Linked DNA regions of Mus musculus: region 1 is linked to region 2. Evidence: chromatin contacts called from public Micro-C data. All regions are on one chromosome and are shown on one strand. The core of a region is the stretch at or near the end of the contact, and the rest is flanking DNA. Distances in the headings are between cores, read along the strand shown.

What was found. A called contact is a pair of places that touch in the nucleus more often than the background predicts.
Region 1: a Micro-C map of muscle stem cells shows a contact between it and region 2, with 7 times the contacts expected there. The contact joins two enhancer-like sites. A contact is called at or near these places in 1 of 39 promoter capture datasets (stem cell-derived epiblast-like cells), 7 of 484 Hi-C or Micro-C datasets (adipose-derived mesenchymal stem cells, cortical neurons, embryonic somatosensory cortex and 3 more), 1 of 115 datasets of contacts at active chromatin or transcription factors (astrocytes) and 1 of 9 other capture datasets (embryonic stem cells).

The regions. Positions count from the first base shown.
Region 1 is chr7:73,934,226-73,937,199 of GRCm38.p6, reverse strand. No RefSeq gene overlaps it. Among named protein-coding and RNA genes, the nearest start is that of St8sia2, 78 kb to the left of the region's middle. Within about 2 kb of position 1,254, at least 3 of the 459 cell types and tissues checked have an H3K27ac peak or open chromatin away from gene starts, as enhancers often do. A contact at or near this core is called in muscle stem cells, where this site is marked.
Region 2 is chr7:73,653,316-73,656,015 of GRCm38.p6, reverse strand. No RefSeq gene overlaps it. Among named protein-coding and RNA genes, the nearest start is that of Gm26176, 8.6 kb to the right of the region's middle. Within about 2 kb of position 1,390, at least 7 of the 459 cell types and tissues checked have an H3K27ac peak or open chromatin away from gene starts, as enhancers often do. A contact at or near this core is called in muscle stem cells, where this site is marked.

The DNA.
Region 1 (2,974 bases), core at 5-2,504, 280 kb before region 2:
GCCCAGTCATGCCCTTGCCTTGGTCATACCTACCTGACTCCCCTCCACCCTGAGAAGACATCAAAGCCTATCCCACAACTCTTGAACTCTCCTACCGTCTGACTCATTGTTCTGGATACCTAGCCATTTTTCATCTTTCTATAACTTTTCTAAATTATTCTGGTCTCAGGACTTGGGTGTCTGCTGCTTCCCCTGCCCAGAAAGTTGCTTCCCTTCTACCTTACTTACGGCCTCCTCCTCCCCTTTCAGGACTGAAATTGGATGTCACACACTCCAGAATCCTCTGCTTTCTCAGCCAGTCACCCTCTAGTACATATCACATTGTCCTAGGAGGTGGCCTCTAAGAGCTACAATAGTGCACTCATGTCTCTGGGAGACACGTGCCACCAATATCTCCAGTGGATACCTGAAATCACAGAGAGTAGCAAACTCCACATGTACTCGTTCTACTATACATACCAACCTATGATAAACATTAACTTGTAAATTTCACATACTAGGAATAACCAAATACAAAATAGAACGATTATAATATGTTCATTGTTTCATTTTTTATTGTCTGCTAATCTTCTAGAATGTTCTAGGGGTGTGTGTGTGTGTGTGTGTGTGGTGTGTGTGTGTGTGTGGTGTGTGTGTGTGTGTGTGTGTGTGTGAGAAGAGGGGTCATATAAGTCTGTTTCCTGAATGTGGAAGCAGCTGTCCCCTGAGGTAGTAACTAATGTCTCTGCCTGCGGTGTAAGATTCCTTGACTTTCAAGAACCACAGGTAAGCACTGAATTTCTCAGACAATGCTCCACCCCCACCAGACCCTAGGCTGTAGTTTGAACATCTCTAGAAATTTCCATGCAGCACTCAGTTAAACCCTTACCAGAGTCACTTCCTGAAATCTTCAATGGCATTCCCACGGGACTTGACTTGAGACCTTCCCTTTGTTTCTGGTTTCCGAGGTTCCCCCTTCTTGGTTTCAGGCTTGGCTGCATTTTGTGTGGTTGTTTTATTGCTGCTATTGCTGCTGCTGCTGCTGCTTAATCTTTCTCTCTCTCTCTCTCTCTCTCTCTCTCTCTCTTCCTCCTCCTCCTCCTCCTCCTCCTCCTCCTCCTCCTCCTCCTCCTCCCCCTCCTCCTCCTCCTCCTCCTCCTCCTCCTTCTTCTAATATGTATGGGTGTTTTGTCTCTAGGTACAGCTGTGAACCATGTATGTGCCTACAGCCAGCCTATTGAGGACAGAGGAGGGCGTCAGAGATCTTGTTACTGAATTTACAGATGGTTATGAGTCACAATTTGGGTGATACAAATTAAGCTTATGTCCTCTGGAAGAGCAGCGAGTTTGCTGACTCACTAAGTCATCCCTCCAACCCCTGCTGCTTGAGTTAACATGTGCCTACAGTGGGGGGGGGGGGGGACTGACATGGTGTTTGCCTCATTTGGCATTTTCACAGAGGTTATCTCCAGCCACCATAACTATGCTTGGCACAAAGAGCACTTCACTGGCCTCTGTTGTATGAACAACATTACATGAAGGCAGAATGTGAAATGTGGGTGCTTTTGCAGCCCCATGAAGAGAGCAACAGTGTCAATAGGCCAGACCCCACCAGAGCTCCCAGGGACTGGACCACCAACCAAAGAATACACATGGAGCCACCCATGGTGCTGACCACATATGTGGCAGAAGATGGCCTTGTTGGACATCAGTGGGAAGAGAGGCCCTCAGACCTGAGGGTGTTCAATGACCCAGTGTAGGGTAATGCCAGGGTGGGAAAATGGGAGTAGTGGGTGGGTGGAGAAGCACCCTCATAGAGGCAGGGGGAGGAGGGATGGGGTAGGGGGGGTTCTGAAGGGGAGCCCTGGAAAAGGAAAAACATTTCAAATATAAATAAAGAAAATATCCAAAAAAAAACAAATAAATAAATAAAAAGAAAAAGAAAGAAAAGAAAAAGATATGGAAAGAAAAGAAAAGAAAAAGATATGGACCCAACTGGTCCCTGAAATGTTGCGGGAAGAGGCCTACCTTTAGAAAAAAAAACTCAGGACTTCCTCAAGAGGAGAAGAAATCACTTCCCCTTTCTCACAAAATACCTGAGATAACTTATAAAGGCCAAAAGTTGAGCTGGGACAATAATCCAGTGGGTAAAGTGTTTTCCTTGTAAACACAGGACCAGGGTATGATTGGCAGAATCCAGGTTAAAAAAAAAAAAAAAAGCCAAGTACAATGGTATGTCCTTGTGATGCCTATACTAGAGAGACAGTTAGGTCAATTCCAGAGGCTCACTGGCCAGCCAGTTCCAGTGAGAGATACTGTCTGAAAAATACAAATAAACAAACCACAGCAACCCCACCAAGGTGCACAGTACCTAAGCAATGATACCTGAGGTTGTCTTCTGAACTGTACATGTATTTACACACATATGCATGTGCACCTTCACACACATATGCACGCACGCACACACACACAAACATGAGCATATGCAAATGCATACCAGGCAAACAAACAAAAATTTAGGCTCAGAATTTCCAGTTTCAGTCTATGGACACTTGACCAAACCATTGTTGGTTCTAACAAGCAAGCAAGCAAACAAACGAAACCATTATGGCACATAGCAGAGGCAAACTACTCACTTGTGCTATACAGTGGGGGTGGGACTAGCATTCCACATCCATTCAAGAGTACGCCCCCAATGACCTGACTTCCTCTTGCTAAGCCTCATCACCTCCCAAAAGTGCCACAAGCTGATGACCAAGCCTTTAATACATGGATACATCGGTCTTTGGAGCCATTTAAGGCCCAAGTCCTAGAACCTCCTACAGTGTTCAACCTTATCAACTGGTCTATGTGGCTATAATTGGATTGGATTACCAAGATCCTCTGAGATTTAAAAAAGAAAAAAAAATGTATTCAAGATGCCAAAGCACATACTCTGAGAATAACACTAACACTGTTCACACCATCTGCCAACACTGTTCACACCAGCCCACCC
Region 2 (2,700 bases), core at 141-2,640:
AGGACCCCATCCATCTCCACATCGGCTCTCTGGCGCCATCTTCTGTCAGTTTCCGAAACCCCAAAGATAGGGCTGTTTCTGTCTAATCACATTGTTTTTAAATAACAACCAAAAAAAGTTACATTGTTGAACATATTTCACCCTCTAAACTGAGTGTGTAATCTGGGCACTTGGAAGACTAAGCCAGGATGCTGAGGAGGCTAAACACCTCCTAATCCGATCTCAAAAAAGAGTGTGAACCTAAACAGAAAGAGAACTCTTAAAAGGTGTGATAGGATGCTCAAGTGTAGCTCCCCACAAGCGACGTCTTCTGCGGAAACAGGAAGACTCGGTTCTATTTAAGTGGCAGGCCGTGGAGAGTTTGACCATGCTCCAGTGGTCAAATGACTCAAATTGGACATGGGTCCAATTTTTATCTTATTTTGGGGGTTGGGGGAGGCCACAATGGTGCAGGGAAGGACATGGAAATTCTGAGGAATGAATTTGATCAGGGTGCATAATGTAAAATTCCCAAAGAAGCCATAGAAATTGGAAAAAAAAATAAGGCTAGAGGCAGATGGATTTCTCCAGCCCCGATGTATCTGGATTTGAATAAAAACACCCAAAAGTTGAAACTTTTCTGATTCTTGTGGGATTGCAAACAAAATCTTCCTCTGCTCCACAAAGAAATAAAGAAATGGAAGGTGCTTCTGGAACACTCCACGGGAAAAAGGGAAAAGGCCACTTTCAGAGTTATAATCCCACCACAGTTTGTACTGTCTTTGAAATGGTAAGAGCTTTAAAGTGTCCCTGTGGCCTCAAGAGACCCAGTGCTGAGGGGAGCTGGGAAAGACTGGGACATGGGCTGGGTTCCCAAACCAATTTCCCTCTGCACAGCTTCACACAGAGCCCACAGGATTCAAACAAAACACACACATGGGACCCTGGAACAGAGAAAGAAGGAAGACCGTCCTTCCACATCTGGAGCCAAGCATAAGCCGAAAGATTAATTTATGCAGGCAGATCCTTCTGTCGTGGAGAGAAAGCTGAAGAGGAAAAGCAACGCTTCCCCAGAGAGAAAGAAAGTAGATGGACGTTGTAGAGAGACATAATTTTTTTCTCTGTCACTTTTTCCAAAAACTCATGGAGCTTGTCTTGAGGCTGAAGCACTGGGAGTCTATAGTCTGCCCTTTGCTGTGTCTGTAACTCGTCATGGCCTCAGCTGCTACGATCCTCACTGGGACTAACACTGCACTCATCACTGGTCTCAAGAGTGGTCTCATCACTGGTCTTGATACGCCACATCAAGTATCCTTAGGACAGAGGCTGGCCCAATCAGGTGGTCGGCACGCTGGCACCTTCTGGTGATGCTGTGAGAATGTGAGTCCTGACATTGCTGGCAAAAATCTGCATCCTCTCCGGAGCTCACAGACAGCAGCTGGCATCCCTGGACCGCACACCAGCACTATACACCAAGTTAATCCGTTTAACTGACCAAGCAGCCAAAAATAGCCACGATTCAGAGGGGTTGGATATCAAGTTTGTCAGAATAGAGAATTGCTACTAAAAGGAAAAAAAAAATCTCACAGTTTAACAAGTGACAACAGGGTTGCCTTTCCGCAGCCTTGTCCAGTAAGTGGGGAGGACTCCCTCTAGTGGTCAGTTATATAGAGAGCCAAGTTCTCTCCACACTGCAACTCTGTTACCTTCTCCAACTGTGTCAGCCCCATCACCCTCCCCTTCCAGGGACAGGTTTAGATAAAGTGAGAAAGCCCACAGCTCATTCTCGCCTCAGCCTTAAGGGACCAGTCGAATTTCTGCTCAGAGCCCAACAATTAACATCCACACGCAAGGAATTGGGACATAACCCCTTGGTGTTCCCAAGAAAAAGAGAGGAGCAGGAACAAATGGCAGTGAGAAACACCAGTTCCTACCGCATGGAACTTGACTCAGGTTGTACAGCATTCAAGAAGACAAGTGAAAAGCCAGGCTGTTGGGAGATGGTGGAACAAGATGGGGACATGTAAAGAAGACAGGTCAGGAGCACATGTCATTAAAGGAGATATGGGGACCCAAGCCATCCTGTGTCTTTGCTTCCTGACTGTCATGAGGTGAGCACACACCTCCATTGTATGCTCTTACCATGATATACTCCGCTGCCCAGGGCCCAAAGCAACTGGGTCAAGCAACTGTCGACTGAAACCAGAAACCAAACCAAAACTGACCTTTTATCCTCTGAAGTTATTTACCTAGAGGATTTTTGTCACAGCAACAGAAAGCTGACTAACACACTGGGCCTAGCTTAGCTAGATCCTGCCTCAGGCTCTCTCAGAAGGCTAGAATTAAGGTGTCAGCCAGGGTCAGGACCTGAACTGAAAAACCAGCGGCTTCCGAGCTCACCCTCGGGGTGTTCACTAGAGCCCACCCTCAGCCTCTTGCCATGGTGTTACGAAGAAAATCCCAAGTTTGGTTGTTTAACTATGATGAAGAACATGGGCATAGGACCATCGGGTTTTGTTGCCTTTGTTTGTAGTACTGGGAATCAAACTCAGGACCTTAAATTCGTCAGGAAGGTGCTTTACTGCCGAGCTGCAGCCTTCCTACACATAGGCCAAGCTATTCTCCCAGCCGTGCCTTAGCCTCCTGCATGCTGGGATTGCAAGCAGGCATTACCACTCCCAGCTTCCTCTGCCGCTTACTAATTTGACTAGTACGGGTTTA